Linked DNA regions of Mus musculus: region 1 is linked to region 2. The links are chromatin contacts, called in public HiChIP or PLAC-seq maps. All regions are on one chromosome and are shown on one strand. Each heading gives the region's core, a stretch centred on a gene start, on an enhancer-like site or on the middle of the called end of the contact. The rest is flanking DNA. Distances are from core to core; before and after follow the strand shown.

Evidence for each region. HiChIP or PLAC-seq counts read pairs in DNA pulled down with a chosen protein or histone mark.
Region 1: a contact with region 2 is called in a FOXA1 HiChIP or PLAC-seq map of pancreatic cancer cells. The contact joins two enhancer-like sites. A contact is called at or near these places in 2 of 39 promoter capture datasets (cranial neural crest and pre-B cells) and 1 of 115 datasets of contacts at active chromatin or transcription factors (pancreatic cancer cells).

Annotation. Positions count from the first base shown.
Region 1 is chr4:150,059,251-150,063,706 of GRCm38.p6, forward strand. No RefSeq gene overlaps it. Among named protein-coding and RNA genes, the nearest start is that of Mir34a, 7.0 kb to the right of the region's middle. Within about 2 kb of position 1,506, at least 160 of the 459 cell types and tissues checked have an H3K27ac peak or open chromatin away from gene starts, as enhancers often do. A contact at or near this core is called in pancreatic cancer cells, where this site is marked.
Region 2 is chr4:149,526,497-149,530,633 of GRCm38.p6, forward strand. All of the region lies in intron 1 of Ctnnbip1 (catenin beta interacting protein 1), which reads left to right. Among named protein-coding and RNA genes, the nearest start is that of Mir5616, 9.3 kb to the right of the region's middle. Within about 2 kb of position 1,350, at least 63 of the 459 cell types and tissues checked have an H3K27ac peak or open chromatin away from gene starts, as enhancers often do. A contact at or near this core is called in pancreatic cancer cells, where this site is marked.

The sequences.
Region 1 (4,456 bases), core at 256-2,755, 530 kb after region 2:
CTTGAGGGAATGAGGTGAACTGAGCAGGCCTTTTCATCAAGACAAAGAATTTAAGTTCTTCTTGTCACCTGGGAAGTACCTGGCAGCTGTGGGGTCACTAGTGTGGTGGTGGGAACCAGCTGTGATGGTGGATGTTGGTGAGAACCAGCTGTGGGGTCACTAGTGTGATGGTGGATGTTGGTGGGAACCAGCTGTGGGGTCACTAGTGTGATGGTGGATGTTGGTGGGAACCAGCTGTGGGGTCACTAGTGTGATGGTGGATGTTGGTGGGAACCAGCTGTGGGGTCACTAGTGTGATGGTGGATGTTGGTGAGAACCAGCTGTGGGGTCACTAGTGTGGTGGTGGTGGGAACCAGCTGATGTCACTAGTGAGACCCATGGGATGCTTGGAACTAGGTGGCAAGAGGAAAGTTGGCCTGGCAGATCACCCCAGGCTGGGGTCTGTTTCCTTGCAGAGACAAGGAGCCCACAGGCTTGCCCTTGCTACAGGGAGGAGCTCTTACAAGCAAGGACCCTCAGAACTGAGGGTCACCTGAGTCACTGTCGGTGAATTCCACAGAAGGAAAGGGGCTTTCAGAGGGTGGGGGCAGCTTCTCCACCACAGGGCTATTAACATTTAGATCAAAGTCCTTGTTTGGGGGGACTGTCCCGTGAGCTAGAATGCCCAGCATTTCCAGCCCCCGCCCAGGGCAGCAAACACATATGTTTTCAGACATTGCCAGAGCCCCTTGGGAGGCAAACCGTCTTCCGCAGCAGTTCTGGTCAGAGGCTTCAGCGGAGGGCTTTCTGGGACCACAGCTCAGTGCCTGAAGCGGCCACTGGCTTGGTACCGCTTCCTTTGTTCCTTCCTGAGAAGCTGAGCTCATTGGCTTGGTGGGGTGTTTTCATTGACTCACCAGCTGTAACCACAAGTGGCCTTCCTACTTGGGGGGATCCCAGATGACTTTATCATGGGAGTTGGTATGTAAATACATAATTCTTCTTTTTCTAAATTGAAGCTAGTAGACACCCCTCACTACACACACACACACACACACACACACACACACACACACACTTTAGCCTAGCCTGGTAAGTGCTTTCTTAGCCCATTACGAGCCTGCAGCACTGCACCTTGCCCTGAGGTTTTCTGCAGCCAGCCAGCGTCTTGCTGGTTTGGGCTCCAGCCCCAGGGTCTGGTGGATGATGTAAGAGCCAGGGAAGTTGGTTGTGTTTGTGGGATTTTTTTTTTTAGGCCTTCTATCCAAGGCCTGGTGTGGGGGAAAGACAGAAGCCCGACTATGTGAACAGAGGGGTCAGAATCCTAGGTGGACTACTGGAGCCTGCCCAGGGTACTGACCCCGTGTGGAGGACCGGCTCCTGGAACGAGGCCTGGCGTGTCAGTCGGTTCCTCTTGGGGTAGCTGAGCGAAGGTGCTGGCTTTGAGTTGAGGCTTCATAAAGTGTTCCTCGCAGACAGGCACACCCTGCGTGAGGCCCGAGACCTGCCGGGCCACTCCCAGCCGCGGGCAGCTGCCTCCTGTTGCTGTGTGAATTCCATCAGGGCGACTCTCTGCTCCTTCCTCTGCCTCTCTACTACCTTAGGAAATCTGGGGTCTGTTTTTCCGGTTTGAGTCTTACAGTTGGGAACCCACCCTGCATCTATTGGGAAACTCTCTGTGTGTCTCCAGCTTCCCCATTGGGCTCTCACTGGGTCTCTTCTGCTGTGACTCTCCAAGACTCCCCTTCTTTGGACAGCTCAGAAGCACATGGTCCGAACCCAAGGGTCAGACATCCATCCGGCTTCGTTGTAAACACTGTGTCTGTGACCTTCTACCCAGACGGGGCTGTGTGTGTAGACGCTACCCCCGTGCCAGGCACGGGGTCAAAGGGAAGAGAAGCGAAATCTGCCTGCTCAGGCCTCTTGATCCTGGGTAACAGGGAAATTGCCAATGATGCTCGCAGCCCAGAGCCCCTGTCCCCCACCCCAGCTATGCCAATCAGCACCTCGGTGAGTCCAGCAAACCAAGCCATCCCCTAACAAACCAGCAGCACCCAAGAACTCAGGGATTCTTTTTGAAGTTTAGGAGCAAGAGGGACAGATGGGCCCTGTGTGCTCACAGCAGAGCTTAGGGAAGAGGCCCGGCACAGCCTCTGGGCTCCTAAAGGCCACTGCCCATGCCTTTCCACGTCTCTGGACAGCTCTAGGTTCTGTGGATTCCAGTGTCTGTGGTAGACGGAGCCAGCCCATGGATGGACAGTGGAACTGCTTCCTCCAAAGAGCTTGCCCACAGAGATAGAACAGCCCTAAGATATGGCCGTGGCCAGGCTAACTTCCAGACCAGGCCCCACCCAGCCTCACCCGCATGACTGACTATACAGGCTAGCGTGCTCAGGTGTGGGACTGGGGATTTTCCTCCCTCTCCCCTCTTCCCCTCTCCTCTTTGTTCTTCCTTTACTCCCTCTGGCTTTTGGGTCAGCATCCAGATGACTCAGGGAGACGACTCAGTGCCTGCTTCCCTGGGCAAAGGAACAGCGGCGGCGGGGAGGGACAAGGGACAGGTGAGTGCACACCTCTGCAGGGGCCCAGGTAGGTGCTGGCAGCTAGCCCAGCTCCTAGCAGCTGTGCCCGCCTGAGGGGGCAGTGAGCTGAGCAGGTCAGACAGGTGGAGCCAGCCGGCCTGGCTACCCATCCCCAGCCACTCGGGGCCTCCCTTGGTTTACTGAGAAGTGAACCACCCTTTTCTTTCTCCCACTGCCTTAGTTGCCTGGCGCCCTTAGGGACCGTTTCCAACATTGGACAAGGACATTGGGAGTGGAGAACGGATTGCCAGTTGGCCTTGGAGAAGCACGTGTGGTTTTCAGGCCCTTGGCTCTGAGAGGCAGATCTCTCTCACAAGGAGCCCAAATGGTTTGTGGCAAATTGAGGAGACAGGTCTAGAAACCTTAGGGAGATCTGCCACTGGAAGAGATCTCTGGAAGAGAAGCTTTATCGGGTAATGTGAGCTTTTCCTTCCTGGGGGTGGGGGTGGGGGCTGCCTCTGCTCAGTGACAGCACCTGGCTTTATTGGGGTGACCCTCTTTGTTCAGGGTTGGAAGGGCAAGACTTCCTTAAATACAACTGTAAATTACGGACACTTACTGGGAGCGGGCTCTCCTCTCCTCGCTGAAGGTGGGGCCTCAGCCAATCTCTGTTTTTCCAGTCTCTGGGGAACTCCTGTCTGAGGAGGGAGGGCAGCGAGGAGGTGGTTGTTTCAGCAGAGAACTAGCTCATGGTGCCTCCCCTGAAACCAGATGGCTCTGTCTACCTGGACACACTGGGGCTGCGTTAGCTATCTCCTCTTGGTGGGCCACGCCCTCTTTGTCAGTCTCACGGAGCATCTCCATCCACAGGCCAAGTTGCCAGAGCGACCGCCTCCTGGTGACGCGCAGCCCTGGGAGCAGAGGTTGGTTTGTTGTTGTTTGGTGAGTTTGGGGTTGTTTTGTTCGTTCCTGTGTTTGTTCTGTTGAGGATAGGGTCCTGTTTTGTAGCTCAGGCTGTTTTGGAACTCACCTGGTAGCTTAGGCTAGCCTTGAACTTGTGACAGCCTTCCTGCCTCAGTCTCCCAAGAGCTGGAATTAGAGGTGTGTGCACAATGTGCCACCTAGAGCAGAGATGATCAAAGCGTACCTCGCATGATCATGCTGCATATAGGGACAGCCGTGATTTTTCCCCACCCTGCTAAATGAGGACTTCGTGACAAAGCTTTGCTGGCTGCGTGGTCTTGTTTGGTTTTGATTATTTATTTATTTATTTATTTATGAGATTGGATTTAAGCTGGTTGACTCTCCTGCTGTAGCCTCCCAAATAGCTGAATGGCAAGTCGGCAGGTAGGTAGACACCGTTGTGCTTGGCTTAAACTCATCTCTTTCTCTACCCTCTACCCCACCAAACCTAAGGCCTCAGGCATGCTAGCTCAACCACTGACCTACACTTTCAAAAAGCAAGAAGCCCAGAAATAGGGCAACTTTGTGATGACTCCTTAAGACTTCATCTCCTGGTTCTCTCTGCTCTCTCTATACATTGGTGGAAATCTTTCTCCAAAGTCCAAAGACTTTTCCGTGCATCTCATTGGCTAGAATTACATGTCATGCCTAGCCCCCAGCCTGTCAGTGTGGAGGGAAGGTGTCACCAACAGTTTTGGGACTAGTGTGAGCGCAGGTACCAAGTGGTTGTGAACTGATTGATGTCAGAGCTGGGAATTGAACTTGGGTCCTCTAGAAGAACAGCAAACGCTCTTAACTGCCGGACCCTCAAGGTTTTACCTTTTAGGTTTTTTTTTACAAGGATTAGTGTACAAGGTGATGTCTCTCTCCTCTTTGTGTCTTCATACCTGTGTGTCTACTTTGTTCTCAGCTTCCCCCCAAACCCCCCTTCTCTCAGCTTTTCCTTCCTCCTTCTGCTTCTTATATCATGAGCTCCACGGCTACCTCTATTC
Region 2 (4,137 bases), core at 100-2,599:
CGGGGTTTCCTGTGGAGATCAGGGTCCCTCGTGGATCAAACACCTCTCACTGTGTGGTCCCACCCCTGTTCTTCCTGCCAAATCATGAGGCTAATAGTGGACTTGTTTCCATGGCGATAGTTTAGCCCTGCCCATACCTAGGTCTCAGTCTTTTGCTCTAAGCAGTCCAGCTTCCCAGAGACCCATCCCGGCTACCACTGTGGGGCTGTGAAATAAGGGCTGCTTCTAGTTTCTACCAGATGACAAACACTTCAATGCCCTTTCACTTGTTACGTGTCTGGTGTGTGTATGTGGGGCTGCTGATGTAAACACATGAAGGTAGAGTACTGCGGGGGTAATTGGATATTTATAGCTGATGAGGTCTAATAAATCTGTCCCTGATTGATGCCATTTTGTTTACAAAGGCAGCTATTAAAGATGGGGACAGCAAAGGTCAGCTGTGGCAAGGCCATGGGAACCCTTTCCTAACTGGGTGCTTTCTGGACTTCTAGACGGAGAAAGAGGAGCCCCTCATCCTGTCTGTCAGTGTCGGTGACAGTGCTTGCAGCCTTAGGAACATGGCCTTCCTCTGGCCAGACACTGGGGTTGCAGGAAGATGGGGTGCTGGTGATTTTTAGGAGGGCATTGTGGGGCTTTCAGGCAAGTATCTAGCTGTGAGGCACCCCCCTGCACCCCCATTCAGCTTCCTTTTCAGAGTAGCCTGCAGGAGCTTTGGACAGATCTTGATGGGGTGAACAGCTAATGCGGAGCTGCCACCGCCTCCTGAGAGCCCTCGGGCTGTGCACTCTCCCTGCACTTTGGGTAGTAGCCAGTCACCGTTACTCCTTGGTCCCCACAGAGCAGAGACTTCTGAGGCCTCAGTACAGCAGTGGAGAATGTCAGGCACTGCCCTGGACCTGCGGGTCCACTCATATTCCTTTGTCTTTTTTTTTTTTTTTTTTTTTTTTAAGATTTACTTATTTTATTCTATGTGTATGAGTATTTTCCCCCGTGTATGCGTGTGCACCATGTGTGTGCCTGGTGCCCCAAAAAGGCCAGAGCAAGGCATCGGTTCTTCTAGAACTGGAGAAAATGATAGTTTTGAGCTGCTTCTCTGGATGCTGGGAACCTTTGGGAGCAACCAGTGCTCTTCACTGCTGAGCCATCTCACAGGAGGGCAGGTCCTGATGGCTTTCTGTAGACATAGGCGTCTAAAGGCTTAAGGCTTTTATTGTGAAAAGTGACGGTCTTTGGTGAGTCATTTTAATTTAAAACCAGGAATATTTGCCAGCAGGACACTCACACACCAGTTTTGCCAGGAACTTCCGCTCCCTTTCTGAGGCTTGGTGGTTTGGGGAGTGAAGGATTGTCGTTACATGTGGGTGGTATGGATTTAGCTCCTGGGTTGCATTACCAGGGTGCATGCCTCGCTCTGAGTACATATACCTACGCTTGTTGGCAGTGGCGACAGTTCCTTGGAAGAGTCATACCAGTCCCCATTGTTTCTGACCACTTTCCTGAGCTTGGTTATCTTTGGAATCCCTGGCTGTAAACCCCGCTTACACACCCATTCCCATGGCGTGAGCTAGCTCCTTGGAGCATGCACTGTCTGATCGCCCCTCACCAGAGGCACAGCCAGCACTGCCCATGCGTTCAGAGTGGACGAGGCCTCGTGACCCTCTTCAGGGTTCCTCTTGATGCCATTTCCCCAGTTAATGGAACAAACACCTGCAGAGCCTGAGGTCATCTCTGCTGTCAGGCAGCTGGGAGGAAGGAAGTGAGACCTGCAGCAGCTCTTGAAGGGGAGGGTTCCTCCTTCCTTGGATTCTATCCTGTTCCGAGGTAGCTGGAGACGGAGGAAAGGAAAAGCTGCTGGTTGTGGCACAGCAGAAGCTGTTACCCAGAGGCCTTCCACAGTTACTAGGTGCATTGTAACTTAACAGATACATTGTAACTTAACAGATACATTGTAACTTAACAGAGTCTTTGCACAACTTCCCACGTTCCAGTGTGCTGAGATTAGAGTAGAAAGGGACAGAGTTACTAGGTACATTGTAACTTAACAGATACGTGTCTTTGCACAACTTCCCACGTTCCAGTGTGCTGAGATTAGAGTAGAAAGGGACAGAGTTACTAGGTACATTGTAACTTAACAGATACGTGTCTTTGCACAACTTCCCACGTTCCAGTGTGCTGAGATTAGAGTAGAAAGGGACAGAGTTACTAGGTACATTGTAACTTAACAGATACAGTGTCTTTGCACAACTTCCCACGTTCCAGTGTGCTGAGATTAGAGTAGAAAGGGACAGAGTTACTAGGTACATTGTAACTTAACAGATACCCATGTCTTTGCACAACTTCCCACGTTCCAGTGTGCTGAGATTAGAGTAGACAGGGACAGTAACCCTACAGCTTTCTCCAGAGTGGTCTCTAGGAGTTCAGCCCAGGAGGCCACTCCTGGAGTTCTAAGCTCAGTATAACAGTCCAGAATTATGATCCCAAAGCTGGACAAAGAAATGGGATTGCTCACAGGCTGAGCCTACTGCCCCTAGGGACATAAGTGAGATTAATGAATCCTCATACTGTAGGCCATCCTGTTGATATCTAGTCCTCCATGATAGAAGGCTTGAGGCTCCCTAGCTCCCGCAGGTGGCTTGGGAGGCTGAAGCAGAAGACCTGTGGCGAGAGAGAATTCTGTCTGTCTGTCTGTCTGTCTATCTATCTATCTATCTATCTATCTATCTATCTATCTATCTATCATTTTGTATGTCTATGCACCATGTGCATGTCTGGTGCCCACAGAGGCCAGAAGAGGGCATCAGATCCCTAAATTGGAGTTAGAGATGGAGGTGAGCTGCCATGTGAGTTCTGGGAATTGAACCCAGATCTTTTGGAAGATCAGCCAGTACACTTCACCACTGAGCCAGGAAATGATTCTGAGGCAGTAGACTGTGCAGGGATCGGTCTGGGAGACCCTGCCAGGCCTGCTTTTGAGACGGCTTTGGCCCATGATAGTGAAGGGCACTGAGCAGGTCTGTGGCTCAGTGCAGGGGCCATATGCAGTTCGTGAGGAAACTGGACTGGCCTTGCCCCAACAAGTGCATGCCACTGCCTCAGCTTTCTCCTTCCCCTGTTTAACTAGAATGGCTAACTGTGGTCACAAGGAGTTGATGCAGCTGCGGAGTGGAGTCAATGGCGCTCCAGTGGTTCACATTTCCACCCTGGCCTCCTCCTGTGGGGGAGACTCGAGCTCTGTGGAGGAGATCCGAGCTCTGAGAACTTCCTGGATAGGCTTCTTCCTTGAGATGAGTGGGCCTGAAACTGACATATGAGAAAGTAAAACAGCAGTTTCCTTCAGGCAGCGGGGGCCTAGAGCAGCTGTGGGGTTAGTAGGTCACAGAAGAAAGGGCCCTATGCTGTCCACTCCTGGGGCAGAGGCTTCCTCCTAATGTCCTTGCTTAGGACACTTCCTGCCAGGACCCAGCCTCGGTAGAAGACCTTTTGGGTAGGAATTCGAGAGGTGCTTGCACTCTCTCAAGAGCGGAGGAACTCACTTATAAATAGACCAAGTCCCCAGACTCTGCATTACCCACCCCTCTGGGATTTGACAGAGGCCGATGGTCCTGGGACAGATTAGATTAGAGGAAGATCCGAAGCCGGATCCTGTAGGCGAGTTGGTTCCTGACTTAAGGTCTTAGACCATGACTTGGCCAGGTTTCAGTGTGCCAGCTGTTCTCTGGGGAGGGATAAAAAGGACCTATGTCTTTCTCCCCTTCGTTGCGGTCTGCTCCTGCGCACAAATGAAACCTTACTGGTTCTTGGTCAGAGCTAAGGAGCCTAAGACACAGATGCTTGCATAGCTCAACGCTCCCTAGCTGTGTGCTCTGTCCCCTGCTGACACACCACACCGAGGCTTGCTTGCTGCTTGCTTGTGTCACCCAAGGGGACAGACAGTTCAGTCAGTTGGGCCAACCAGCATTAAACAGGTATCCGATTATAGAACTATAAATATATACACACATGTACATACACACACACAGAGGAAGAGCCATTGTGATGTCCTATGTCTGTAGTCCTAGCTATTCAGAAGGCTGAGGCAGGAGAATCGGGTAAATTTAGGTTTGAGAGCAGCCTAAGTGACATAGCAAGCTCCTGACC